6 separate regions of the Mus musculus genome follow, and all the other regions are linked to region 6. Evidence: chromatin contacts called from public promoter capture Hi-C data. All regions are on one chromosome and are shown on one strand. The core of a region is the stretch at or near the end of the contact, and the rest is flanking DNA. Distances in the headings are between cores, read along the strand shown. Region 1 holds the start of Cit (citron). Region 2 holds the start of Triap1 (TP53 regulated inhibitor of apoptosis 1). Region 3 holds the start of Rab35 (RAB35, member RAS oncogene family). Region 4 holds the start of Rnf10 (ring finger protein 10). Region 5 holds the start of Pxn (paxillin). Region 6 holds the start of Ssh1 (slingshot protein phosphatase 1).

Region 1 (4,948 bases), core at 1,105-3,604, 1.9 Mb after region 6:
GCCCTGGCTATCCTGGAACTCACTCTGTAGACCAGGCTGGCCTCGAACTCAGAAATCCGCCTGCCTCTGCCTACCAAGTACTGACGTCTTATCTTTTATTTTTATTTGCATCTTTCAGTGTGTGCAAGCATGTCCAGGGGAAGTATGGCATGTATGAGAGATCAGAGGATGACTGGTGAGAACCGGATCTCTATTTCCTCCATGTGGGTCCTGAGGATTGAACTCAGTTCGTCAGCCTTGGCTGCAGATGCCTTTACAAGCTCAGCCACCTCATTGGCCCACATGTTAGTAGTTTTCAAACCTCCTCTGCTGGTCTCAGTGTGCATACGGATGCTCTAGGTGTATCTATACGAGGAAGCCAAGTTGTAATCAGACAAGCATGCTGTTACAGTCTGTTTTTTTTAGTCTGAGCATACTCATAAATACCTATTCTGTGCCAAGGCCTGGGATAGAGAAAAGTAGAAGTCACTACAATTTGGTGGTTATAAAAAAAAAATGGGCTTCAGAGCCAGGCCTTGGTGTCATAACCAAAATCCCAGCACCCAGGAGGCCAAGCAGCCAGATCTCGGAGTTAAAAAGGCCAGCTTGATCGTGGAGTTCCAGGACAGAGAAAAGTCTGTCTTCAAAACCATAAATAAATAAATAAATAAGAATGAAAGAGCCCAGTTCAGATCCTAACCCTGCACTTACTGGTGTGTGACTCAGTTTCCCTCCCTCCTTTTTTTTGTCTAAAAAAAATCAGCCCCTCTCTCACCCCTACATCCAACCCCCACAAAATAGCTATAGTATCATCGGGTCAAGAAAAAGGTCATTGCCTTTCTCATGGTCCCTTCAAAAGCCTCCATTCGGACCCTAGGTGCCTTATTTCCTGGCGTTGCTGTCTTGATTTTTTACACTTGTCTCTTTTGTGTGTGTGTGTAGGTGCACTGTGCACTTATGTGCAGGTGCCCGCAGAGGCCAGAAAAGATCATCTGATCCTTTGGAACCGGAATTACAGGGAGTTGTGAGGGGTTTGAGGTGGGTGCTGGGAATCAAGGGAAGATCCCCTGGAAGAGTCGCAGAGCCATTGCCCCAGCTTTTGCCATTGCGTTAGACAACACTATTTCGAGCTCGCTCTCTAGAATGCGTTTCACGGTTACATAATTTAGAAAAGCTATTCCTAGTAGTCATAGAGTGCAGAGAGCCTCACTCAGTGTTAGCAAATACTACACTCCTTTTTCGAGATTGCCCCTTCACAGGTCAGTTTACACCCTACCCTTGTGTGAATGTAAACAGCGCCGCCTCTTCACAAACACCTTCCCCCACATTGCTAACGAGGCTGGGCACTTTCCACACACTGATGGCCACTGGGTTTTCTCATTGAGAGAAGGGGGCGGTCTAGTGATCCTGGCTTAAATTTACTTGAACATATCTTTGTGGTGAGACCTCACGATCTTGCTGCGGCTCAACCCAAAGGTACAAGGCAGGCAGGCTGGAGTGGGTTCCGATTACTCCTCTGCCTCAGCTGTACCGCACAGCTTCCTGATTCCCCCCCACGTAACCCCGGCGCCTACGTTAGGCGTGGGCGATGGCTCAATTGAGTGCATTCCTGCAGAGGGCTGGAGTTTGTTTCCTAGCATCCTTATCTGAGGCAGGCAGTTCGGGCAGAGCTCCCCGCAGGAGCTCGGACAGAAATGGACAGCGCCGCAGACTCCGCAGGGGACCCCATCTCCAAACACAGCATCCTGCCAACCGCCAATTTCAAACTTCCCAGCCCAACCCCGCCTGGATTCCTTTGCCCTCTTTCTATTGGTCGCTAGTCAAAGGAAGAGACAATGTGATTGGCTTTTCCATTTCACTTCCTCTAGCCCTCCGAGATCTGGGCGGGTCCTGGTGGAGACCCCCGCTGTCCATCAGTAGATGGCGAGCGCTGATTGGTTGAGGCACGGCCGAGACCTGCCCACGTCGTTTCCTTCAAACGTTGGGGCGGGAGACTCAGGGCGGAGCGGAGCGGGGCGAATGTAAGCCGGGGGTCTGCGGAGTGTGAGTCCAGTTTGTGTGTGTGTCTGTTGGGGGATTGGAGAGGCTCTGGGCGGGGGGCAGTCCCCTTTCCCAGGTCTCCCTGGTCGACCCCGTTCATACAGAGCCCACTTTCCCACCCAAGGCCTCAGGATAGCGGGGGGAGGGGGCTCCTGAGGGTCTGCTGCGGCTGCAGCATGGGTGTGCTGGGGGTAGCCCGGGGTCTGTGGGTGCAGCCCTGGGGGCGGGACAATGGGTTCAACCCAGTGTCTCTGGTTCGTCCTTGGGGTGTCCTGGGGGAAGCCTGGGGTCTGGGGCAGGAGTTGTTGTTAGTGTCTCTGGGTGTGCTGCCGGAGGACCTCAGGGCCCCTTAAAGAGGACCCATTCCCCTGTAGACCAGTCTCTGTCCCCTGCAAGCTTTACCTGCATTCTTGCCCATGGCGCTTCCCATTTTCTGTGTGATCTTATCTCCCTCACTTAATCTCTCTGTTCCTGTGTCTTCATTCTATGAGCTGGACTGAGGCCTTGGGTGGGAAAGTGGGCTCTGTATTCTATTCCGTGCCTAACCCAGCGCCTCCTTCTTGTGTCTTTCTCCCTCTCTAGCCTATCTGGTCAGTCAGGCAACCGATCTTCCTCAGGATCATTGATCTCTGTACCCTCCAGGGGCAGTGAACCTTCCTTTCCCTGGGATAATCCTCAAGGCTCACTGATCAAACCCTTTGGGCTTGGTTCACAGGTTAGGTCTATGTAGCTACGCGACATCAGATATTTGTGTTCGTCAGGGTTTTCTAGGGGAAAAGAGCTGGTAGAATGGAAAAGTGGAGATTTATTAGGCTGCAGTCTGCTAGTCCACCAATGGCTGGTAGTTCTTTTGGAAATGATTTATTTCCATCCCTTATGTGTATGAGTACCTTTGGCCTTCCTGTGTCTGTGCCCCATGTGCCGTGGAGGCTGGTCGCCACCTCCTCATCCTGATCTCTTTAGGGAGACACGACTCTGCCAAGCCCTTCCTGCCTTCAATGTCAGTACCCGCTTGACTTTCCCCAGTGTTCCTTCGGCGTTGGCGGAGAGATGTTGAAGTTCAAGTATGGTGTGCGGAACCCGCCGGAGGCCAGTGCCTCCGAGCCCATTGCCAGTCGGGCCTCCAGGCTAAATCTCTTCTTCCAGGTAAGCAGCTGCCAGCCAGCGATGCACACCCGTGTCTGCTGTGGTAGCCGTCTTTGGTTGTATTATGGACAGAGACTGGTATTCTTAGGGTAATCCTGTTTGTTCTTTTACATGTCCTGCCTGAGCTGGACTGAGGTGCCACTGTGCTGATGATTACGTACGTGGCTGGACGTGCCCCAGGGGAGTCCCCTCATTTCTCATACTCCACACTTTTTTTTTTTAAGATTTATTTATTATTATATGTAAGTACACTGTAACTGATTTAAGACACACCAGAAGAGGGCATCAGATCTCATTACAGGTGGTTGCTGGGATTTGAACTTAGGACCTCTGGAAGAGCAGTCAGTGCTCTTACCCGCTGAGCCATCTCGCCAGCCCATACTCCACACTTTTAAACTTTTGCTTCTTTCAATGGAAGAAACCAAAATTGTCTCTAGGGTGTATTTGTGTGTGTGCGCGCGCGCGTGTGTGCACGCACACGGGCCTGTCTGTCTGCATCTGTCTTGTGTCTGGGTACCCAGAGAGGCTAGAAACTAGCTTTGGATCCTTTGGATGTGGGAGCTGGTATTACAGGTGTTTGTGAGCTGCCTGTGTGGGCCTTGGGATCCAGATTGTGGTCCCCTGAGCCATCTCTTCAGCCCCAGTGTAGAATAATCTAATTTATAATCTTATTCCATACGAGGGATATCTGTTCTCTCTCTTTTTCTTTTTTTCTTTTCGAGACAAGTTTTTTTCTATTACGTAGCTCTGGCTGACCTAGCACTCAATATGTAGACCAGGTTGGCCTTCAAATCACAGAGCTCCACCTGTGGCTGCCTCCCAAGTCCTGGGGCTAAAGGCTTGGGCCAGCTTCCGCACCTGGCAGCTCTCCTGCTCTTTAGATTAAACACCACGCCTACATTCCTCATTCCGGGCCTAACAGTTTCGTCTTCTGTAAGGACCAATGTCATGCAAGTATTTCCAGACAGTTTTCTAGTTCGGTTCTACTCTGACTTGCCTTCACCATGGACTGTAATTTGTATACTGAAATTAACCCTTCCCCGCCCAGCTTGCTTTTGGTCATGATGTTCCTCACAGCTGTAGAAAACCAGCCAGGACATTTCCCTTCCATCCCTCTTTAATGTGGAGTGACCTTAGTTGGTTTTATATTGCGATAACAGCACGCCAGAGGGTGTGTGCTTTTATAAACAAAAGAGGTTTCCATAGGTGACAGTTCTGCTCCCTCAAGTACACCAATGGCTTCTACTTGGCTCTGCTCGGGGACTGGTTACAATGTTGCCACACTGGCTAGGGGAAAATGCCCAGAGATCACATGGGCCAGATAGGAAATAAGAGACCAGACCTTTCTAACACCCGGGCTCTCAGCTCCTGAGGTTAAAAAAAGCATTTTTGTTTCTTGAAGACCAGGTTATAACCCCCTACAATGTCTCACCCCCACCTTTTAAAGCGACCACAGATTTGACACTGGGGTCAAGCTTGCAGCACGTGGACCCCAGGAGGATAAACCACATGCAGATGGTAGCAATGGGTGCCTCCTGCAAGAGGAGATGGGTTGTGACAAAGAATCCAGGTACAACTCAGCGTGCCAGCCGAGCCTGCTGTGCTGCTCCCATGCAGGGCTGTCACCCTGCAGGTCGGATGCAGTGGCTGGCTTGTTTTCTGCTTCTGTGTGTCCTTTAGACTGGGTCTCAGTCGGTGTGTCTCTCTCCTACTCAGGACTTGTATTTTGGGGCTTGGCAGACTTCCAGAGCCCCAGAAATCTCACAAATCACCAGGCTTTGCC
Region 2 (4,538 bases), core at 2,007-4,506, 1.3 Mb after region 6:
TCCCCTCCCATTTCTGTTTTCACTTTGCTACAGACTTAGAATGAGAGCTTGGCTGACTTATTCCAGATATTAGGAAGCTAGAGTTACAGCTCAAAGGTAGAATACTTCCTTTGCAAAAGGCTTGATGAGGCTGGAGAGATGGCTCAGCGGTTAAGAGCACTGACTGCTCTTCCAGAGGTCCTGAGTTCAATTCCCAGCAACCACATGGTGGCTCACAACCATCTGTAACAGGATCCGATGCCCTCTTCTGGTGTGTCTGAAGACAGTTACAGTGTACTTACATAAAATAAAAAATTTTTTTTAAAAAAGAAAAACTTGTTTTTAAAATTTGTGTGTGTGTGTGCACACGCGCAACAGTGCATATATGGGGATCTGGACAACTTGGAGGAGTCGGTTCTCTCCTTCCACCATGTGACGTGGGACTCGGGGTTTGAGCTACGATCATCAGGCTTGGCAGCAGGTGCCTTTATCCACAGAGCCATCTAGTTTTTGTTTTAATAAAGTGTTGAAGTATTTGGCTGCAGTGAGATGTTAGTGAAGCTGGTCTCTGGATTTGCTAAGACGGCAAAAGGGGTATTTAGGAGTTACTACATGGCCTGTCACAGCATTACTTGAGAGTTACAGGGTTGAGTCCCAGGTCCTGGCTTTTCTTGTGAAATTCTAAGCCTGCTTCTTGTATGAAACTGGCACTCTACCTCAGAAGTCATATAAGTTGTATAAGATAACTGGACACAAACTCCTAGCCCAAGGCACTGCCACACTAAGGCTTTGTAGATCAACCCAAATAATACATTGTAAATGTGTAGACAGACTTCTACTAGCCAGTCGGGGCTTTGGCTGCAATCATGGCTGTTGCCTAAGACTGCTGATCACCTATGGATCACTAGGATGTTTTGAGTTCAGACAAGCATTTAAAACACTCAAGTCACCAGGCGTGGTGGCGCACACCTTTAATCCCAGCACTCGGGAGGCAGAGGCAGGCGGATTTCTGAGTTCGAGGACAGCCTGGTCTACAAAGTGAGTTCCAGGACAGCCAGGGCTACACAGAGAAACCCTGTCTCCAAACAAACAAAAAACAAGTCAGGGGCTCAAGAGATGGCTCATGAGCTAAGAGCATTTAGCTATTACAGAGGGTCTGGGTTTCGTTCCTTGTACCAACATGGAAGTTCACACTTCCTGAAACTGCTCTGGGAGCTCTCACAGGCACCCCCTTCCAACCTGTGGATTCCTGCACACATAGGCATAGACTTGCAGGCACATACATTTAAAGATTAAAAGCACATTCAAGTCTGGCCTGAGATGCTGGGATTCATGAGGCCTATTTTTTTGAAGTCCTATAAATGTCATATTAAAATGACTTGTCGGGTTCATTAACCTAAAACGACATAATTTATGGTAAGAAATTCAGGCCACTGAATGACAAGCTCAAATTTGATCCACACCATGACAAAAATACTTCTTGTCTTTTTTTTTTGTTTGTTTGTTTTTGACTCCTCCCTTTGTAGCAACTGCATTTCTTTAGTTTCTCCTAGAAGACAGGAAATCCTGACTCTTGAAAAAAATTACAATTCTAAAATTTTGTATGTGGCAGAGGTATGTACTATAGTGTGCCTGGGGAGGTCAGAGGAAAACTTGTTAGAGTCTATTTTCTGCCTCCACCATGTGGGTCTTAAGGAGCAGACTAAGATCATCAGAATTGGTAGCAATTGCCCTTACCCGCTGAACCCACTACCACCACCACCACTGCTGGCTCTTTAATTCTATTCTCTCCCCCAAATAAATTAATGAGATGTTTATTTGAGCATTTCCCAAGTATTTACTCAGTGCTAGACAAAAGAAAAAAAAATCCAAACATGATTCATGCTATTTGGATAAACAGAAGGGGGAAGGCAGAGAACTAACATTTAAGTAGATATGCTGTGATTAGCAGCGCTTTTGAATACCAGTAGAACCATATATTTTTTACTGTATAAAGGAATAAAAGAATTAATGGCAGTCGACAACTTAAGAGAGGAGAAGTAGGTGGGATAAGGAGCTGGTAAAAAGCAAGGACTGAAAATTGTGGGGAAAAAAGTAACAGGGAGGGAGAAGTCAAGAAGCTGAAAGAACTTGACAGTGTTAGCTTGGAGAGATGGGGAGGGGCTGTGACAGCCGAGGACCTGAGGACCTGAAGACCACGAGCACGTGTCGTGAAGATCTTGGGTGGGAAAATGACATCAGGTATCTGATGTGAATTACTGGGTAATATTAGGCAAATAGTGTTAACCTCTCTGGATCTGAGCATCAGATCAAAGACCCGAAGGTGAGAAGGACAGGAGACTAACAAGATTTAAACTTTGCAAAGCATTTCAGTGACTTCATGAAACCAATGCAATGGGTGGTAACACAGCAAGATAACCTTGGGTTCAAAGCCATTCCGCGAAATTTTAGCCAGATTCTGTCTTAAAAAAAAAAAAAAAGCCATAACTTGTTATTTGGATATCTCGTAATTAGCATATGAACTGACTTGAGGTTATACATATAAATAGTGTTTGACTTCTTCAGATATTTAATCAGATGCTCAGGAAGGCAAGTGAAAACACTTTAAGGAAATAAACCTGGTTTGTAAGCCAGTCTAGGCTGGAGGGTACTGAGGGGACAGCACCCCCGAGAGGGCGGGTAAAGGGCTCTTTGAAGTAAGGGATTCTCGGACTTGGTTCCTATTTACATCGAGACTGAGAAGACTAGAGGGTTGTAAACGAGAGTGACAGGATCAATAATGAACTAGGGGAAGAGTGAAGCCATCCTCGCGGAGACTGGACAAATTTCCAATTATGCAAAGGACCTGAAACAGCCTCAAAGGTCCGAGACCGCAGCCGGGAGTTTACCTGTCCTCCAGTACCGACTCTAGGGGCTCCACACCGTCAGTGTCCACGGCGTGCAGCTGATCCGCAAAGGCGATGGCTTTCTCTAGCCGGTCCACCGCCTCGCGGCTGCCGAAGTTCACCAGCGCCAGTCGCTCCAGATGCTCGATTACCGCGGGGGACACGCGACCGCTGCCCTGGGGGACGAGACGTGGAGCCTGGGTCCCCAGCCCCGCCGCCTGGACCTTTCCCTGTGGATTCGCTTTGGAAGCAAAGCTTCGGCCCGCGTCCAGCGGGGCCCGAAATCGCACACTCGCGGCCCGTGACCACATTTCTTTTGCTTCTCGGCCCCCGTAGGGACAGACGGTAGGGCGGCGCGCGCGCGGGGTGGGGGTGAGGGGGTGTGTGACGACATCAGAATGCGTCGCCGTCACCGCAGCTGCCATCACCGCCATGAACAGCGTCGGGGAGGCTTGCACTGACATGAAGCGCGAGTACGACCAGTGCTTCAACCGCTGGTTTGCTGAGAAGTTCCTCAAAGGGGACGGCTCCGGGGACCCGTGCACCGACCTCTTCAAACGCTACCAGCAGTGCGTGCAGGTGAGTCTCGCCCGGCCTCGCCGCAGCAGCCTGCCCTCCTCGGCCATCCCCCGAAACCGCCAGGCTGTCTCCACTTGACACACCGGGATGCCTTTGCGGTACTTTGCTTTATACAGAGTACATTAGTATTTTGTTGTTATTGCTCATTTATTTGGGATTCATTCCAAACGTGCAAGTAGCTATCATCCGTATCTTTAAAAAATTGGCGTGGCCGGGCGGAGGTGGCGCACACCTTTAATGTCCTAGCGCACGGGAGGCAGGGGCAGGCGGATCTCTGAGCTCGGGGCCAGCCTGGTCTACAGAGTGAGTTCCAGGACAGCCAGGGATATACAGAAAAACCCGGTCTCCAGAAAAAAAAAAAAAAATGTGTTCGCGTCTGCAATAAGGGTGGAGACAACTTCCGGGAGTCAGATTACTCCTTTCACATTTATATGGGTTCTGGGAATAAAGTTCAGGTCACTAGTCTTGGTGACAAGGCGTTCTATTATCTATCTATCTATCTATCTATTTTTTTCTATTATCTATATTTTACACATGGAAAAACTAGCAGTCAGAAATAGGAAGTGAATGGTTCAAAGGAACTAGAGTCTGATGACCTTGCTTATTTTGGTGGTGCGTCATTTCATTGTTATTAGGAGTGGATGGTGTTCACAGTTTTCTAGACCTAAGGTAAGGCATTGCAGAGGTCGCCTGTTTTGTTGCGATCTTTTCATTGCTCTGTTTTCCTCCGCCAATTACCTGTTGTAGCCAGTAAGATTTGATTTCAGACCAGCACTTCAAACTTAACCTAAAACTACCTCTCCATTCCAGAAGCTACCTTTAGTCAGTTCTCAGACAGGGATGGTAACTCAAGGTCACAGAGCCGATTCGGAGTGAACACTGTCACTAAGATAGAGATAGGCACCTGAACTGACCTTCAGGCCTCACCTCCCAAGAGCAGGTGTTCATACCACACAGGACTTACATTACAGTCTGTACAGTGGCACTGTTTTGTTAAAACAGGACTAAGCCGTACTCACTTTTAATCCTAGGATTCAGAGGCAGGCAGGGTGTGTGGGTCCCAGAATAGCCAGGGTTACAGAATGAGACCTTGCC
Region 3 (4,571 bases), core at 951-3,450, 1.6 Mb after region 6:
CCCCAGAGAGTCCTGTGTTGACAGGTTGCTGCTCTGGGACTGTGGGAAGTCCCCTATAGGAAACAGCTCGATGATGAGCGAGCCCTTGCAGAATGACTAACATTGGTCCCTGTGACTGACGATGCATAGCCTCACATTTACAGTATTCTGAGGAAACAGACTCTGAGGCCCCTTGACTATCCAGAAGCTATTCAGGGGTGGATTTCAAAGCTGGCATTGAAACTGCAATCTTTTCAACCTAGGAGCAGGCATGAAGATGACCTGACCCGATGCTTTAGGTGCCAGGGAGACGTGGAGTGCTTATCTGAAGTCTACCCTAATCCTAAGACTTCTTGCTTTCCATCTGTCTCCTCTAAAATGTTTTTTTTTTTTTTTTTTTTAAAGATTTATTTATTTACTTTATGCATGTGAGTACAGTCTCTATCTTCAGACACACCAGAAGAGGGCATCGGACCCCATTACAGATGGTTGTGAGCCACCATGTGGTTGCTGGGAATTGAACACAGGACCTCTGGAAGAGCAGCCAGAGTGCTCTTAACCGCTGAGCCATCTCTCCAGCCCCTCTAAAATGTTTTGAGGTTTTTCTGTTATGTACCTGAATGTTAGTTTGAGTCTACAGACCACATGTCTCAAGTGTCAGCCAAGGCCGGAGGGTGACATCAGTTCTGAGACTGGAGTTACAGATCCTGGTAAGGCGCCATGGGGGGTGGGAGGGGCTGAGGATTTAACCAGGTTCCTCCGGAGGAGCAGCCAGTGTTCTTAACTGCTGAGCCATTCCTCAGCCCCTTCCCTGTTTCTTAAAAAATGCCAATCAAAGGAATAGCAGGAACCTGGCCAGTCCCAGGAGTTTTCAATCAAGAACACAACACAGCCAGCGTCTCTCCTCAGCCAGTATCTTATGATTCTAGGCTCGTGTTCATCTGACATCACCAGGCTTGCTTCAGGGAAATAAAGAGTTCAAGCAAGGCCTAGATCAGACACTGTGTGTGCTGTTCAAGGACCTGCAGTACCTTGAATAACAAGAAAATTATGAACTGCATAAATCTACCAGCAGCGGAATTGTTAAGGAATAGTACAACCATCAGATGGGGGTACCACGTGGTGACGAGGCAGTTAAATGATTGATGGCGGCATACCGGTGAACTGCGAGAGGCACATGGGTGCTTAGATACTCTGAAATGTATGGGAAAACATGTATCCATTAGACTAGTAAGTGTTTCATGCTGTCCAAGAAACTTTAAAGGAAAACTAATGTCAACTTTGAATTCAGTAAGCGTCTGTATTTTGTTGTTGTTTTGTTTTAAACACTAGCACTGCTTCTTACGGGGAAAGATTAGGAGTGGGCAGTATCCCCAACAGGTGCTTGGCTGGAAAGCACTGGAGGGCAAGAAGAAGCAGGGACAAAGAGGCTGGGGGTGGAGCTCAGCTCGAAAAGCGTCTGCCTAGCATCTGCGAAGCCATGGGTTCGAGTCTCAGCACCACATTAAAACAGGACTCAGGAGGTACAGGTGGGATCAGAAGTATATGGTTATCCTCGGCTACTCGAGAGAGTCAGGAAGCCACCCTGGGATACTTGAGAACTTGTCTGGAAAAAGTAAAAAACCACAGGGATGGGGCAATCCCTGCAGACCTGCAGGGAGGATGGCGATGGCAGCGACAGCTCTCGGGGACGGGCAGGTGGGCTTCCGCTCCAACTGGAAAAAAACGTGGGGCTGGCTCCGCGCTGCGTCCGGAAAACTGAGGCAGAAGGAGCAGAAGCGCTGGCGAGCAGGGTGCATACGCCCCACGGATCCCAATCCGGAACCGCTACCCGTTCCGCCAGGGGGTCGGGCGTCCGGGATCGTGGTGCTCGGGGGACGACTTCCTCCCCAGCGCTGACCTCCAGGCTTCAGCCCTGCGGCCGGTTGTCACCTCTCTTCCGTCGGGCCCTGCTAAACGGTTCGGTTCTCCCGGGGATCCGCAGCGACGGCGCTCGCTCGCTCGCTCGCTCGCTAGCTCACTCGGACCTCGGCCGGCGAGCGTAGCGCACTGCGCGTGCGCGGAGAGGGCGCGGCTGGCCGGGGCTGCGGCTGCGCAGAGGCGGTTCCAGCCCCCGCGCCTGCGCAGTGGCGGGGCGGGGCGGGAAGGAGGGAGGCGGCGGCACCGGCGGCGGCTGCTGAGGAGGAGGAGGAGGAGGCGGAGGTGGGGGAGCGGAGGGAGGTGTTTCTGTCAGTTCCGGCTGTTTGTTCGGGAAGTGGATCCGCCGCTGCCGGAGCAGCCGGGAGGGAGCTGCGGATCGCGAGGCCAGGACCGACCCCGCCCGCCCAGCTCGCCTGCCCGCCCGCGCGCGCGCGCCCGCCCGCCCGCCGCCCCCGCCCGCCATGGCCCGGGACTACGACCACCTCTTCAAGCTGCTCATCATCGGCGACAGCGGTGAGGGCCGCAGGGGCCGGAGGCGGTGTGGGCCCTGCCGGGCGCGGCCCGCGGGGGCCTCGGGGCGGGCGGGCGAGCGGGGCGGGCGGGCGAGCGAGCGAGGAGGCGCGGCCCGCGCGGGGCGGGAGGCGCGGAGCTCGGCGGGGTCGCAGGCCCCGGGGGGGCCGCAGCGAGGGGACTCCGGGGTGGCTCCTCGGCGGGGCGGGGGGCACCGAGGGCGCGGGATGCACGCACGGCCCCGGCGCTCGTTCCTGCCTCACGTGTGACCTTGGTCAAGTCGCGCGATCGCTGGAGTTGGAGAGAGCCGGGTTCGAGTCCCGGGGAGGCAAGCTTTTGCCGCTCTGTGACCTTGGGCGAGTTGTCTCGCCTCCCTTGAGCCTCAGTTCCTGCATCTGAGAAGTGGGGACTTGTTAAGCTGAGCGGTGGGATGATTCGGTGAGCTGAAAGTAGGGAAAAGCGCCTGACCCGGCATAAAGTAACCTCTAAGTAACTCACAGTGTTAGCAGCATGAGTCGCCCTGTGAAGACTCAGCGCTCCGTGAAATGGGGGTATTTCCAGGACCCGTCTCCGGGTTGCCGTGCGCTTGGATGAGGTGCGGCAGGTACAGCCATGAGCGCATTCCTTTAGAATTGTTACTAAGTCTCAGCAAGGTTCAGTTCTCATCTGTGGAATGGGAGTGGTAGATTTGCCTGCCAAGGCTGATGTGAGCACACACTTAATGAGGGGACTAGTGTTTGGCACACAGTAGGTGGACAGTGTTTGCTGTTCTCTTACCCGGGTGCTTCATTCAATATTTTAAGTGCTTTGTGTACACAAACACACACACACCACACACCTTTCAGTACCGCGCCATCTCTGATTCATAGATCAGCTTCTGGTACCCAGTGCTTAAATGCATTTGGTCAGTGAATGAGAGTCACACTGGTTTCTGGCCAAGGATGAAGCATTTTAGAGGTGTTTGGAGTATGGCAGGTGACCAGGTCCTGTGGGGTGATGGTGAGTTCAGGGAGGCAGGCCCAGGATGTTTAGGGGAGCTTAGCTGAGGTGCCAGGAATATGTGATGTTTTAGGAAGGAGGCTGGCGAGCAGCTAAGTTTATAGATCAGACTGGAGTGTGGGATAGAGAGGGTCATGTGACTTGAGACAGCCAAGTTGGTGGTAGAGCCTGTGTATTGTCAAGGAACTAGAGCTCCGTGTCCCCCCTGAGACTCAGGATATAGGCTTGTTGGCTGACGCTGTCATAGACGGACATGGAAATAAGTGGATTTTGGTCTCACGGGAGAAGCTGGGTTGGGATGTGGTTGGTGGTTTGGATCTGGTGGAAGATGGCTGAAGTCTTAGGGGGTTGCTGTTAGGGGGGGAAGGTGTCGGGAAATGCTAAGGCCTAAAGGATTGGGGTAGAAGAATAGCTGTGTCTGGGAGCGGAGTTGGAAAGCTGGAAGACTGACCTGTAGTGGTTTGAATGAAAGAAAACTAGGCAAGCTGTGTAGATAGACTTGAACTTGGACCCAGCTAGTGGCATTCTTCTGGGCTCTTGAGGGTTTGTTGACATTATGGTGATCTCTCTCCTTTCAGAGCTAAAGTCAGCCCGCTGTGGTCAGAGGTCTTTATCCCTCCTCAAGACGTGGCCAGTGTTAATATCCAAAACTCGAAAGGCCAAACTCAGCAAGAAGATGTAGCTTGTTGGCATTTTCTCTTCTGTGAAACCCAGGAAATGGTTTCTGCCTGCTTTCTTACGGTGCACCTCGCATGGTGTATTGATTTTTTTTTTTTTTTTTTCTTTTTGCTCAGAAGTCAGGTGTGGGGACAGGACTCACTGGTCAGTCTGTGTGTGACTAGCTCCAGATTCGGTGTGAGTGCAGGCCCAGCTTATGGGGAAGGAGGAGACACTATGCTGTTGGGTTTCTCCTGCCACGGAGATGACACTCAGGAACCTGGGAGATGGAAGCCAGGGAGCAGGGACCATGACATCACCGCCTGATTGCCCTGGCCCCTTGACTGTGTGCTTCTGAAGGTGTATCAACTGATCCACAGACACTCTGTTATCTGATGCTCACCCATGGTCTCTGTGGTTTGTCAGATAAGGAAACCAAGGCTCAGAGGAGAAGCCTTCGCTGCCCTAAGCTTTAGCAGCAGAGCTGTGAGTTCTAATCCCATGTG
Region 4 (4,244 bases), core at 1,408-3,907, 1.3 Mb after region 6:
GGGAGGGCCCTAAAAAATTTAAGTTGAGAACTCTTGGAGAACCAAAGCTTAGCATTACCTCTACAAGCAAGGCTGAAGTCATCCATTACTCTGAGAAACCCTCAGACCTCTCTCCAACAACAGCCAAGATTTACAATAAAACTACACATGTGCAAAACTCCAGAATCAGTTTATACGGTTCAGAGGCGAGTTACACTAACACCTGCTTAGACAGTAAAGCACTGGTACATCACAGCGAAAACTGGTCCCTACCCAAGTTACACAGGCAACTTCTACACATCCTCAGGTAGACCTGGTAATGGAGTTTGTCATACCCTACAGATAAACTCTCAGTCAGTAAGCCTTATAATTTTAGTGCTTTTTTTTTTTTTTTTTGCTCTTTAATTTGAGGGGGGTGGGGGGATGCTAAGGATCAAACCCAGGGCCTTGCATATTCTAGGCAAGGTCTCTACCACTGACCCATACCGTCCAGCTCTTTGAATCTTAGACTGTCAGCTCAAAGCTCCCCATCTGTCACACATGCTCTCTCTCACAAAAACACACTGCGGAATCCAAACAAAGTTACTTGCACATACATCTTTGCACTAAATACATCCAGTGATGTTTGGCACTGGAAAACTACGGGGTGTGCTCTTCCAGGAGACCCCCTCTCCCACTCCCAGTGTTACTAAGTCTCCTGGAGTTCTTTGTGTAGGGTTCAGGTTCCTAGGCTCCTCCCCACGCTCAGGTTCACTGGTGGATATGCATAGAACTCATACACATGCTTGCTGACATGTATATGCACATGCATACAGATGTGTGAAAGAAGGACATGAAGGAGATTAGCGGAAGGTTACACAGGAAGCTTTGGAGGGAGGAAAGAGAAGGAGAAACATTGTAATTAAACCACAATCTGAAACTTGGCTGTGTCTGAGATTTTGGAGGTGCTTGAGAAGCAGAGGCAGGTGGATCTCTGAGTTCAAGGCCAGCCTGGTCTATAGAGTGAGTTTCAGGACAGGCAAGGATGCAAAGAGAAACTTGTCTCGAAAAACCAAAAGACTGATTGAAAAAAAAATTACTATCTCAAAAATACTGCCAACATGGTAAAAGTTTAAAAGAGATTTGTACACAGCTCTGACACAAGATGGAGAATGCTGGACTCGGGATTCTGCCATCTCCTAATCCACAGCCTAGTTTATTCTCTGCGGTGGAATAACTCCTGGCTAGACAGGTTAAACGATTAGAGTAGTGCTATCACACCTAAAAGCCTACCCGTGTGCTTTGTGCATAATCAGTAAGTAGTATTATTATATTATTATAATAATATCATTATTATTATGTTATAGTAATACTAAGAAGCCTGACTACACACATCACTCTCTCTCTCACACACACACACACACACACACACACACACACCATGAAAGCCAAGCCCATATAACCTACCGCACACAAACAGGCATAATATTTAGGCAAAAAGTTGTCAAGTACTCTAAGCGCTTAGCCCATTTACTTAATAGTGTGTATTAGCAAACTCAAGGACTGAACCTAAATGAACTGAATGCAGGGTCTGCATGCTTTACTATCACGCCGAGCAACGCCATCCCAACATGAGTCCTCTTAAACAGAGGAGCAGACCCGGTGCCAGATTTAAGTCTGAAAATCCTCGGGCCTCACCCTCTCTTATTCAAACTTGAATGCCACCCAAAGCTAATCCGACACTAGAAGAGAAAACAAAGTCAATTGTTTTAGAGCCTGGACCGACGGTGAGTCACACAAAGCCAGGTCTTGAGGCCTTCTGTGAGGTGCTTGCCACCTGGATGACCTTAACCCTTTCCAAAATCTCAGATCCCTCATCTGCAAAATGGGGCTAAGAATAGCGCCTACTTCAGCCAGCTGTTTTGAATATGAATGCAAGGGCCCAAATTAACCACGCAGCGCAGATCGGCTTAACCGTAAATACTGGATGTCAGTGCAAGCGGAAGGTGGGTCGTTTGTCCCTCCTCCCCCAAGTGACCCGGCAGACCCGCCGGCTCTTACCACTCTTGGGTTTAGACTCGCCGGCCGGCCCCGCCGAGGCGGAGCGGGGCGGCTGTTGCCCTTTGCTGCTGCCCGAGGAGGCGGAGGAGCTGTTGGAGCCGCTGTTCTTGTCCATGTCGGAGGCGGTGGCGGCGGCGCTGGGGGAGCTCTGCGGCATCAAAGGGGGCCTCGGCGGCGACGGCGGTCGGAGCGGAGCGGGCGCGGCGGGGACCCAGGCTCATGGCGTTCAGGGCCGGCGGGGGTCGGCGGCGGCAGCGGTTCTCGGCCTTCATGGCGACATTTTTCCTTGTTTCCTTCCTCAGCTTCTCAAAATGGAAGGAGAAGCGGCAAGGTGGGGTTGTGGGGCCCAGAGGCGGCGGTGACCGAAGAGGAGGACGAGGACGAGGAGGAGGAGGAGGAGGAGGCCGGGGCTCGGAGGTCCGGGCCGGGCCTGGCGGGGCAGAGGCTGCGGGGGAAAGGGAGGCGCGGGAGGGTCGCGAGCCCCGCCGGCCGGCCGGACACGCTCTCCCGCCGCGGGGCAGGAGAGAGGGCTGGCTGTCTCGGTGCCGGGGACCGGGGTCTCCGACACAGCGACCGACACTCGCCTCTGGGCCGAGGCCGAGCTGCTCCGGGAATGGCGACGAGTCGCCAAACAGCATCTCCAAGAACCCGGATGGACTATTTATATAGTTGCCAGGCGGGCGTGGTGCATTCTGGGAAGTGTAGTCTTTTACCTACATCCGGGTCCTAGGGGAGGGACCGCTTGTGCCTGCCAATGCTTTTTTTCTCTCTTCCCTGTTCGAGGTTTCTTTTCCTTCCCGCCTCCCTAGCGGGTTCCTTCTTTTTGAGACAATGTTTCATTTTGTAGTCCTAACGGGACCTGAACTCTTTGTGTGCAACAGTCTGGCTTCCAATTCACAGATATTCCTCGCCAGTGCTTGGATTTTTTTCTTTTTTTAAAAAAAAGATGTGTGGGTGTCTGGCCTCCTACAATACCAAGCAAACACGTGGTATACAGACATACTCATATAGACAAAACACCCATACACAAAATTTTTTAGAAAACCAAGTGGAGTGTGATGGCCCACCTGCAATTCCGGTGCACCGGAGACAAGAGATCTGGAAATTCCCAGAACAAACTGGCTAGCCAGACTAGCTCAAATGGTGAGTCTACCTAGCCATTCTGTGAAGAATGTGGAGAGTCTTGGAGGAAAACACTCAATGGCAGCCTCAGAACTCCATGTACACCTGTGCATACGTGTAAGATTTTTCATACACGTATGCATGCCACATTCATATATAAAGATCGGTAAGAAGCAACATTCGAAACACCAACAAAGAGAAACAACATAGTACAGTTAAGTAAGGAGATGCTAATCAAACACGTTTCAATAGAAAAGCATCCCAGCTTGAGAGGGATAAAAGAGGACTTCTTAGAAATGCTGTGTCATGTGACACACACAGGACGAATGGAATTTGGGGGGGGGGGGCTGTTAGGGATCAAATCCAGAGCTCCATGCTCACAATCTAGTTTTCTACCTCTAAGCTACTACCTCATCTAGCCGATGAGTGGAATTTTAGCAATCGTGTATGTAGGAGAACTAGAGTGGCTCATGCCTGTATCACTAATACTCAAGAAGCAGAGACAGAAGACGGATGCCAGTGGTGCACATCTTTAATCTCAGCACTCAGGAGGCAGATGCAGGTGGATCTCTGAGTTCAAGGCCAGCCTGGTCTACAGAGCAAGTTTCAGGTCAGCTGGGGCTACACAGAAAAACCTTGTCTCAAAAAAATAAATAAATAAACAGAGACAGGAAGTGCAGAGTGTAAGGCTAGCATGTGCTACATAGTGAGACCATGTTCCTTATAAGAGAGAAAAAGAATAAAAGCAGACAGTGTAGTGTAGTCACAGGGCCCTTGCATGGGCAAAGTTCTGATTTGATCCTCAGTATCATAAATGGGAAAGGAACAAGAATGTGCGGGCCAAGCCAGGCAGTGGTGGCGCACACCTTTAATCCCAGCACTTGGGAGGCAGAGGCAGGGCAAAAAAGAAAGAAAAGAAAAGAAAAAAAGAAAGAAAGAAAAATGAAAAAAGCAGGAGTCAGACTCTTATTTGGTTCCTTATTATCATATAGTATATGAGATATTATTTAGTATGGAAGGAATCAGTTTAAAATGACATGGAGATCCATAGAACTATAACTTGGGGGGGAGGGGTTTGCTAGAGAGATGGCTCGGAGGTTAAG
Region 5 (4,404 bases), core at 1,128-3,627, 1.5 Mb after region 6:
CCTTTTCAATTGCTGTGACAAAACACCACAAGCCAGGCTGTGTTAATAGAGCAGTTCATTGGAAGCTTGCTGTTCCCAAGGGCAATGCCCATGATCACCAAGTGGGGGGAGTCAGGCAGCAGGCAGTCGGGCCTGGCGCGGGAGCCGTAAACTAAAAGTTTAGGTCTTGATCTATGAAAAGGAAGCAGACAGAGAGTGGGAATGGAGTGGCGCTTTTGAAACTTCAAAGCTTGCTTCCTAGTGACACACCTCCTCCAGCAAAGACCACACCTCCCAGTCCTTCCCAAACAGATCCACAGGCTGGGGAACCGAGTGTTCAAATATATGAGCCTGTGGGGCCAATCTCATTCAAACCACCACAGTGTACACTTTCTACTATTAGGGATGGGAGTACTGCAGACTAAATCCAGGGCTTCAGGCACTTTAAGCAGGTGCTTTGTCACTGAGACAAAAAACATTTTTTTTTCTTCTTTTGGTTTTCAAGACAGGGTTTTTCTGTATAGCCCTGCCTGTCTGGGAACTCACTCTGTAGACCAGGCTGGCCTTGAACTCAGAAATCCACCTCCCTCTGCCTCCCAAATGCTGGGATTAAAGGGATGCACTACCACTGCCCGGCTGTTGTGTTGTTTTTTGAGACGGGTTTTTCTATTACGTAATTCTGGTTGTCCTGGAACTCACAGAGATCTACCTGCTTCTACCTCCTGGGTGCTAGAATTAAATGTATGTGCCACCATGCCTGGCCAACAGTTTACATTTTTATTTGTCAATGATTTTAGATAGAGTCTTATATAGCCCAGGGTAGTTTCATAATCAATATTTAGCTAAGGATGGCCTTGAATTTCTTATTCTCCTGCTTCCACTTCCTAAGGGTGGGGATTTAAGTCCTATGTTACTTGTTGGGCTGGTCTTGAAGTATGTATGTATGTATGTATGTATGTTTTGAGACAGGGTCTTATGTAGCCCTGGCTGGCTTTGAACTGAACTGACTGTGTGGTGTTAAGGACAACTTTGAACTCCTGATAAACTTGCCTCTGCCTACTAAATTCTGGGATTATAGTCTTGTGCCACCACACTCAGTTTGTGTGTGTGTGTGTGTGTGTATTTATTTTTAAAAGTTTTCAAAAAATTTAAAATTTGAGACAGGTCTTCCTATAAATTGCCCAGTTTAGTCCTTACTCTTTCTCTAGTCCAGTGTAATCTTGAATTTGAAGACCTGCCTGCATCTCCCAACTAGCTGAGATTATAGTCCTGAGCTACTACACCAGGCTTTTATCATCCAGTTTCTGAGTCCCCTGGGCAAATCTGCCAGGATCCGGGAATGAAGTTTTGGTAGTTTTTGCTTTGCTGTAATGTGGGGTAAATCTACCTTGTGCAGAATTTTGGCAGTCTCTAGGAAGGGGGAAGCAGGGAAAGGGGTAAAATGAAAGGTTTCATAAGCTCTAAAGTACTGGATCTGGGGCCAGAGTTGGTCGCAGCCACTGCTGATGTTACCAGTCAGGACAAAGGTCTCAGGTTCCAGCCTGGCTGGAGGTACAAAGAGACCCTGTTTCTCCGGGCAGTGGTGGTGCATGCCTTTAATCCCAGCACTCAGGAGGCAGAGGCAGGCGGATTTCTGAGGCCAGCCTGGTCTATAGAGTGAATTCCAGGACAGCCAGGGCTACACAGAGAAACCCTGTCTCGAAAAACCAAAGAGAGGGCTGGTGAGATGGCTCAGTGGGTAAGAGCACCCGACTGCTCTTCCGAAGGTCCAGAGTTCAAATCCCAGTAACCACATGGTGGCTCGCAACCATCTGTAACGAGATATGACGCCCTCTTCTGAAGACAGCTACAGTGTACTTACATGTAATAAATAAATAAATCTTTAAAAAAAAAAACCATGAATTGTTTCAACATTAATTCAAATGAATACTTTAAAAAAAAAAAAAAAGAAAAACCAAAGAGAGAGACAGAGAGAGAGAGAGAGACAGAGAGAGAGAGACCCTGAGAGAGAGAGACAGAGAGACAGAGAGAGAGAGAGAGACCCTGTTTCACAAAAACTACATCTGGGATATTATTCTGGGATGACTAGCACTGCCATCAGTCCAAAGGCTCCAGGCAAGCCGATTTAATCCTCCTGGGAGGTGACCTACAGGGACAGGTGGACAAATCCGACTCTCTTGAGTGACAAATCTGCCACCGACTCTCTTGAGTGACTAGTCTGCCAGAAGGTCGGGTCAGACTGAACGCAGAGGTTCATGGCCTATAGACGCCACCAGCCTGTCCAGCCGCCAGGGGGCGCCACGACCACGCCCAGCTTTCGCCCCCTGCGGGATTGGGCGTGCTGGGGGGGTGGGGGGTCGGAGGCGGGGCGTGGCCAGCGTGCACGCGGGGGCGGGGCTATCCTGTCGCGGGCGCGCGCGCCGGCGGCGGCGGCGGTGGTGGAGGAGGAGGCAGCGCGGCAGCGGGTTCCGTTCCGGGCCGAGGCTGGACGCGGAAAAGTTGCGGGGCGGCGAGGAGCAGCCCGGAGACGGGCAGCGAGGGCGACATCGAGCCGGGGACTGGCGTCTGAGGACCAGCCATGGACGACCTCGGTGAGTGCGGGAGACGGAGGGCGGAGCGGCCGGGGCCCGGCGGCCGCCGATCCCACCCTAGCGCCCGGCTGGGCTGCGGTGCCTACGGCCCGGGGCTGTGCTGGCCGCTCTTCGCTGCGGCGCCTGAGGACCTCGATCCCGTACTGGGTGTTCAGGGACCCACCTCTGGGAGAGGCGCCCCGCTCCCGGGGCAGACCTCCTTGGCTTGCAGGAGACCCTCACTTGGCTTCCCCACCCCCACCTCAGAGCGTCTGCCTATGGGACTCGGTCTCAGAGGCTGTTTCTTCTATGACCCCCCTCTGTTCCCTCCAGGCCACCTTCCACTTTGCACACTGCCCCCAGACCCCCCACCCCGTTTCAGGGATATAGCCCCTTTCGAGAGAGCCCACCCATTTCCTATCACAGCCCACAGAAAAGCTTGTGAGGACCACACCCCCATTCTAATGACAAGTGTCCCCGGGGGTACTGCATATACACCCCCCCCCAACCCCCACCACACACCGTTTCAAGTCTGGTCACCCTGTATTACAAGATCAAGTTTAAACTTAGAAAGGCAAGTTTGGGGGGGTGGTGGCTTATGACTCCCGCCTCTCACCCACCGTTCCCAGACCCTGGTGACATGCCAGAGGAATGAGAAGGGGAATGGGCCGCAGGCTACGGCCATCTCTGAACGTGTCCTGGCTGGCAAGGTCCCCCACCCCCAGCATCAGAGCTGCTGGAAACCCCACAGGTAAAGAGGACAGGACACCCAGAACAGAGTTTTAACTGTCCTCGTGTTATTGGAGCCCAGAGGCCATTCTTTTCAGCCCACACTTGGTCTGCTGTTAGGACAGAGGAAAGGAAAGACTCTCCTGGAAGTGGATTTTAAACCCAAGGGGGTTGATTCAAGGCTTCTAGGAATGCCCAGTGAATCCCAGCGTGAAGGAGCCCCTGTCTTCCCCTCCCCGGAGGGCCCCTCAGCTGAGGAGGTGTGTGTGGGATAAAGTCCCTTCTCTGTAGGAGCCTTGTCTTCACTCTCTGGACTGTGGGTGGCTTGTATGACCGCTGGTGCCATCCGTGTCCCTGGCTCTGAGGAGCAGATTCACTAGATAAGACTGAGGGACCTCTCAGGCAACACAGGGTACCAAGTTAAGACTGGTCATTTTTAAAACTGGCTACAGTTTCCTTGTGGGATCAGGGAGCTGGTGTAACATCCTGGAGGCTGGGATGGTGTTGGGTCCTGCTTGGTTCACGGAGTGGGCTGTCTGCCAGGCATAGCTATGCTTTTGGGTCAGGCTTGGCACGTCCGTTCCCGATGCACTCAAGGTTGGCGTAGCTTCCAGGCAGGTATTTTTAATTTTTATTCTTCCACATAAAAATACCTGAGCTTTCGAAAGGAGGCCGGGGTGATGAGCTTTTGAGTAGGTATCTGAATGTGTAAGGGGTTCCCCCGGTGGGGACGAGGGGAATCTAGTCACAGCACCTCACAGGCTGGTTGAGGGCCCTGTTGCTTCTGGACAGTCCCCGTGCTGTTTGAAGGACTGAGGAAGTCTTTGTAGTGTCCGCAGAGCTCGGAATTCCCGGCTTCTGACTGTCTTCCATTTAGGGCCAGCACACTGAGTTGTCTTTGAAAGGAAAGAGTGCTTTCTGGCAGACGGGGACCGTAGGGATTGAAATGGGCTGTCTGTGGAGTTCTTACCCATGCCTGGATTTGTCCTGTCCTTTCTGTAAGATCACCCTGAGGCCATGGCCACCAACACTACCTCTATTTAACAAGAGACCAAGAGAGGCTGAGTCTCTGACCCAAGGTTGCACAGCCCAGAAACGAATGAAGTCTGTGCCTAGAAGCTGGTCC
Region 6 (4,931 bases), core at 1,536-4,035:
TATGTATCTCTTTCTCAGCTCCCCTTGATCTCACAAAGGAATTCAATAAGGTCAACAGGAAAAGGACAAATACGAGATAATTAAAGATCCAGAAAGTATGGGGAGGTGATGGGGGACAAAAGTAAGAGGACAAGATTGCTGTGGGACCAAGAGCTGTGATTTCCCTTGGTTTCCCAGGCTTCACTGCTAACCTAGCTCTGTCAGGAAACCGCTGTCTCCCTGACTCATAAAAGAAGTGGCATTTGGATAACAGACTGGGGGAAAGAGGACACGGGCTCCGCAGCCATTGACTTCTTAGTCACCATCTGAGGTTTTCCACTGAAAGGTGATGTAAGGTCAGGAATGCCAGAGAAGCAGAGAGAGACGGCATCATCCCCAAAGAAACAATCCAGGCCCATCCGAAGATCTGACTTGGAGAGAGAGAGGAAGCCAAGTGGGAAAAGGATGGGCGGGAGGCACAGCCAATCGGGATTCCAGTCTCCCAGCACAGGGAGCACCTGCTGTCTACTCTCTCTGCCTTGCTCCTGACCTGGGCACATCGGGAAGGCAGCTTAGCCATCCCAGGAACATCCCAGGTGACAAAGGCATGCTCAAGTTAAAGAAAAGCCATCTGGGATTTTAGGGTTTGTGTGTACTTGCAGGTGTGACTGGTATGTGTTCACATGTGCATGTGTGTGTGTATGTGGCTGCTGGCGATGTCATTGTCTTCCATATTGAGTCAGGGTCTCGCTCACCTTGCCCATTCTTAATTTCACTAGCCTGGCCATGCAGCCTGTACTAGGGGTTTCCTGCCTCCACCTTCCACATTCCTAGGATGTAAAAGTCAAGAGGGCTCTGGGCCTCCTCACACTTTAAACATTGGCTTTCTTCTGGGCTTTCTCTTCTGTTAATTGGTCATTGGGAGATCATCATATAATGATTTAAAATGGAGGCTGGAAGGGGGCTGCAGAAGAGAGCTCCGCAGTTAAAAGCATTTGCTGCTCTTCCAGAGGACCTAAAAGCAGATGCCCAGATCCACAACCTGCAGCTCACAAGCCCCCTGTAAGCCTAGCTCCACAGGATCCAACATCCTCTTCTGGTCTCCGTGGGCACCTGCATATGCCCAGAAGCAGACAGAGAGACAAACGCATGCACACACATGCATACACACCTTAATGTAATTTTTAAAATGTAGGTAGTGTGCGTAGTGCCAGGCACACACAAGGGTCTGGTTCAAACATTTAGTACTAAATAACATTAATAATAATAATAATAATAATAATAAAATGATTTTTAAAATGTCCTAATCAGTGTCCTGAAAAAAATTTACCCCCCATACAATGAATTCTTATAGAAAGGAAAGAAATGATTAGACCCAGTATGGGCAAACCTTGAGACCAGCACGCTTAGAGGGAGAAGCCAGACAGAGGCAACACTGCATATTTCCTGTTATATGAACTACAGCGTAGGCAAATGTAGAGAAGTAGGGGACGCCCCGGGGTGGGGGTGAAGCAAAGACAAGCGGTAACTGAGAAGGGCGGGGCGCTGAAGCTTCGGGACTGAGTGGCTGAGCGGGTGTGTCTACTAACGCTGACTTACATACTTCCAAAAGGTAAAGCCACAGGCTGTGAGTTACATCTCAACTAAAAAAAAAAAGATTAAAAGCCTAAAAATGTGTCTAATACAGGAACTGGAAGCGACCAAGTGTTAAATTCCCATAACATTATGGAAGTTGGCTAGAAATCCAGGCTGAGAGCCAGGTGTGGAAAGCTCTTCTGAACTGACAACATCTGAGACGCAGAGGCAGGGGGCCAGCCACAACTACATGATGAAGGAAGGAAGGAAGGAAGGAAGGAAGGAAGGAAGGAAGAGAATTTCGGCTGCAAAGGCCTGTACTGCCCCTCCCTGCTTCCCTATGCTCCTGTAGTTTCCTAGGAAGAACACAAGATAAAAGGCACTTTGTAAACTGTTGTAGGGGAACCGAGCTGTGTGGGAAGAGAGGCCTTACTACAATCTAACTTCTCAGTTGCCCTGCCTAATTGTGTGCAAAGAGGAGGCAACCAGAACCTTCTGCCTGCAGATAAAACTCATGAAAGAGTCTCAGACAGAAAGGGCCCTGGAGGCTTAACCTCACAGCCATTCTGCAAAGATGCCTGCCAGTCCCCGCAAGACGAGCCCAAAACGCACCAACACGGGCACGCAGGGGTGCTGAGCCAAGTCTCACGCAGACACACAACCCCGGGAGAGGGCCCAGATTCCAGCTGGCAACTTCCTGGGCCTGCGGGGCTAGCCCAGCACAGCGGGGCGTCCCCTGCAGCCGGCTGGGTCATCCGGGGTTTACTCCGAGGCCTTAAGCTCATCAGGGGAAGGGGGTGGGATGAGCCCGGCTGGGGTAGCACAGCCTGGGGCAGGCCGTCCTGAGGACCCGGACGCTCCGGTCCCCATCTACCCCGATTAAGCAGCATGAGCTCAGGCCCCGAGCGGAACCCGAGACCCTGCAGCCCAGAGCCGACCAGAGCCTTTCCTGGTGCCCTGCGATCTGGAAGCATCCCCCCCCGCCCCCCCACCTCCGCGACCCCAGCCCGGCGCATGCTCAGTCACCGGGACGCGGGGACGCCCGCACCCCAAGGGCGGACGCACCTCCGCCTCACACCTTGTGGGAGGGTGCGGCCGGGCTCACCTCGCTGTTGCTTGCGGAGGAAGACGCGGCGCTGGGCGTGGGAGAGCGCTGAAGGGTCACCAAGGCCATCGCGGCGCGGGCCCGGCCCGGGGCCTCCAGCAGCCGGCCGGGCAGCCGCGCCGGGCCCGCCCCTCGCTCCCTCCCTCTTCCCTCCTCCCTCCCGCAAACTCCCCACCCCCCACCCCCTTCCCCGGCTCCGGAGTCCGCCGGGCCCGCAGCGCTCGGGCAGTGATGCGCATGCGCCAGTGACCGGCCTGGGGCGGGCCCCGCCGCGCGGTCACGTCCACTCGCGCGCGCCCCCGCGCTGGCTGCAGCCGCCCGGCCTGGGCCCCTCCTCCGCCGCTAGACTCGCGGGCAGCGTAGGGAAACTGAGGCCTCCGAAGGCAAGGCCAGCAGAGCAAAGCTGCCCAGAGTTTGTAAAAGACTCACTCGTTTATTCTTTCAAGGAAAGTTACTCTGCTCATACAAAGTGCGGGGCCTCCCCCCACCCCACCCCACCCCCGGGACTGTGAAATCCGCTTGCAGAGTTGCTTTGCATAGGATTGGGGTGTAGCCCAGTAGCAGGGTGTCCCGCCGGCCTACTCAAGGTCCTGGATTCCAACGCCTGCACCACCAAGGGCTGATCTAATCTTCGAATTCCTTCTGGTGTCTAGAAACGCAGACTAGTGGGTGGCGAGAGGAAAGGCTTCTCGAAGGAGTAGTACTTGCTAGGAGGCAGGATTTCCGTGAGCTGGACTAACCCACGGAGGGAGAGAGAACTGTGGGCCGGCCAGAAGCTTGCCCGGGGACAGCAGTGGGGATAAGCGGGCGCGTTGCATTGGCTTTGGAAAGGTTGCCAGTGGGCCAGGGTGAGGGACCCCAGCAAGGCGGTACTGGGCAACTTGATAGAAACTTCTCTTTCACAGAGCCCCGACCCCTACTCTGGACCTCTTGTGGTACCCAAGCCTTGCTAATCACAAGTCTCCAGTCCCACTCCATCATCCTCAAAGCCCGAGAGGAAACCTGGCTCCTCCCTGCCTCTTCCACCGTCTTGAGGGTATCAACAGTCTCCATCCTCAAATAAGGATTGTCTTTCTTTTTAAATTTTTATTTATTATTATCTGTGTGTGTGTGTGATATGCGTATGAATACATGCATGAATCAAATTCAGGTCACTAGCCTTAGTGGCAAGGCTCCTTTATGTACCATGTAACCAACCCTTAAAGGGGATTTTCAGTGGGGTTACCCCGCAATGTAAGGAAGTTTCCAGTTGCTCGTATTTAACAGACGCTCCTGCTAAGTGCAAAGAGTCTCGGTTTTTAAAGATCTGAGAATGGCGCCATTAACTGCCCCCTATGTCGACACAAAGCATCCTCTGCATTTTCAGAAGGCAACTATGTCAAAACAGGACTGAGTATACTTTTTGTCTGTGAATTTGGTCCACAGTTTTTCAGCACTAAGTAAGACAGGTTTTGAATGGCAATACCCAGCAGGGCTCCCCTCTGTTTGGAGCTATTCTTTGGCTGATAGATGATCACGAGTGTTCCAGAATGCCAGCTTTGTGTGTGTGTGTGTGTATATCTGTGTATGTGTGTGGGTGTGCATGTGTGTATGAGTGTGTGTATATGTATGTGTATACATATATGTGTGAGTATGTGTGCATATGAGTGTGTGTATGTATGTGTGTGTGAGAACATATGCATGTCACAGTTTGACCACCTGCAGAGGTCAAGACATCTCTGCGGAGTCAGTTTTAAACTCATAAAGTTGTGGATGTCATCAATTAGAGCAGAGACGACCTTCTCAGCCCTCCGGGAGCATCAGGCTCAGGATTCTGAGACTTCCCAGTCTCGAAGCCTGTATGGTCTTCTTATGACTCACATTTGAATGTTTGGGGATCCCCAGAGAAGACAGCCCCTAGAGATGGTGCACTGATTAGTTTTATATCAACTTGACATAAGCAAAAGTCAGAGGAGAGGAGGGCATTTTCTCAATTGAGAAAATACCTCCATAAAATCTGGGCTTGTAGAGCATTTTCTTAATTAGTGATTTTTGGAGGAGGGCCCAACCATTGTGGGTGGTTCTACCCCTGGGCTGGAGGTCCTGGGTTCTATAAGAAAGCATGCTAAGCAAGCCATGGGGAGCAAGCCAGTAAGCAGCACCCCTCCATGGCCTCTGCATCAGTCCCTGCCTCCAGGTTCCTGCCTTGCTTGAGTTCCTGTCCTGACTTCCTTTAGTAATGGGCTATTGTGCCCTCTCCCCAGCTCTGAGCAGGCTAATCAGACCTTAATTG

The links. Promoter capture Hi-C pulls out the DNA fragments that hold promoters and counts their contacts.
Region 1: a contact with region 6 is called in a promoter capture Hi-C map of pre-B cells, with 2.8 times the contacts expected there. The contact joins the promoter of Cit here to the promoter of Ssh1 in region 6. A contact is called at or near these places in 2 of 39 promoter capture datasets (liver and pre-B cells).
Region 2: a contact with region 6 is called in a promoter capture Hi-C map of liver, with 3 times the contacts expected there. The contact joins the promoter of Triap1 here to the promoter of Ssh1 in region 6. A contact is called at or near these places in 2 of 39 promoter capture datasets (liver and pre-B cells).
Region 3: a promoter capture Hi-C map of liver shows a contact between it and region 6, with 4 times the contacts expected there. The contact joins the promoter of Rab35 here to the promoter of Ssh1 in region 6. A contact is called at or near these places in 3 of 39 promoter capture datasets (liver and pre-B cells).
Region 4: a promoter capture Hi-C map of liver shows a contact between it and region 6, with 3 times the contacts expected there. The contact joins the promoter of Rnf10 here to the promoter of Ssh1 in region 6. A contact is called at or near these places in 2 of 39 promoter capture datasets (erythroid cells and liver) and 1 of 115 datasets of contacts at active chromatin or transcription factors (pancreatic cancer cells).
Region 5: a contact with region 6 is called in a promoter capture Hi-C map of liver, with 4 times the contacts expected there. The contact joins the promoter of Pxn here to the promoter of Ssh1 in region 6. A contact is called at or near these places in 2 of 39 promoter capture datasets (the 3T3-L1 cell line and liver), 1 of 484 Hi-C or Micro-C datasets (myocytes) and 2 of 115 datasets of contacts at active chromatin or transcription factors (the NIH/3T3 cell line and pancreatic cancer cells).

The regions. Positions count from the first base shown.
Region 1 is chr5:115,843,302-115,848,249 of GRCm38.p6, forward strand. Cit (citron) reads left to right here and starts at 2,355. Exons shown (of 47, transcript NM_007708.3): 1 at 2,355-3,165. The coding sequence starts at 3,070.
Region 2 is chr5:115,337,975-115,342,512 of GRCm38.p6, forward strand. Triap1 (TP53 regulated inhibitor of apoptosis 1) reads left to right here and starts at 3,257. Exons shown (of 2, transcript NM_026933.3): 1 at 3,257-3,443. The coding sequence starts at 3,297. Gatc (glutamyl-tRNA(Gln) amidotransferase, subunit C) reads right to left here and starts at 3,187. Exons shown (of 3, transcript NM_029645.3): 1 at 2,868-3,187. The coding sequence starts at 3,175.
Region 3 is chr5:115,629,787-115,634,357 of GRCm38.p6, forward strand. Rab35 (RAB35, member RAS oncogene family) reads left to right here and starts at 2,201. Exons shown (of 6, transcript NM_198163.1): 1 at 2,201-2,412. The coding sequence starts at 2,361. It overlaps 1110006O24Rik (RIKEN cDNA 1110006O24 gene), which reads right to left and starts at 2,030. Exons shown (of 1, transcript NR_027810.1): 1 at 1,263-2,030.
Region 4 is chr5:115,270,238-115,274,481 of GRCm38.p6, forward strand. It overlaps Rnf10 (ring finger protein 10), which reads right to left and starts at 2,658. Exons shown (of 17, transcript NM_016698.2): 1 at 2,020-2,658. The coding sequence starts at 2,176.
Region 5 is chr5:115,504,299-115,508,702 of GRCm38.p6, forward strand. Pxn (paxillin) reads left to right here and starts at 2,378. Exons shown (of 12, transcript NM_133915.3): 1 at 2,378-2,570. The coding sequence starts at 2,558.
Region 6 is chr5:113,991,005-113,995,935 of GRCm38.p6, forward strand. It overlaps Ssh1 (slingshot protein phosphatase 1), which reads right to left and starts at 2,786. Exons shown (of 15, transcript NM_198109.5): 1 at 2,660-2,786. The coding sequence starts at 2,728. It overlaps Gm52825 (a long non-coding RNA gene), which reads left to right. Exons shown (of 3, transcript XR_003955978.1): 3 at 1-1,230.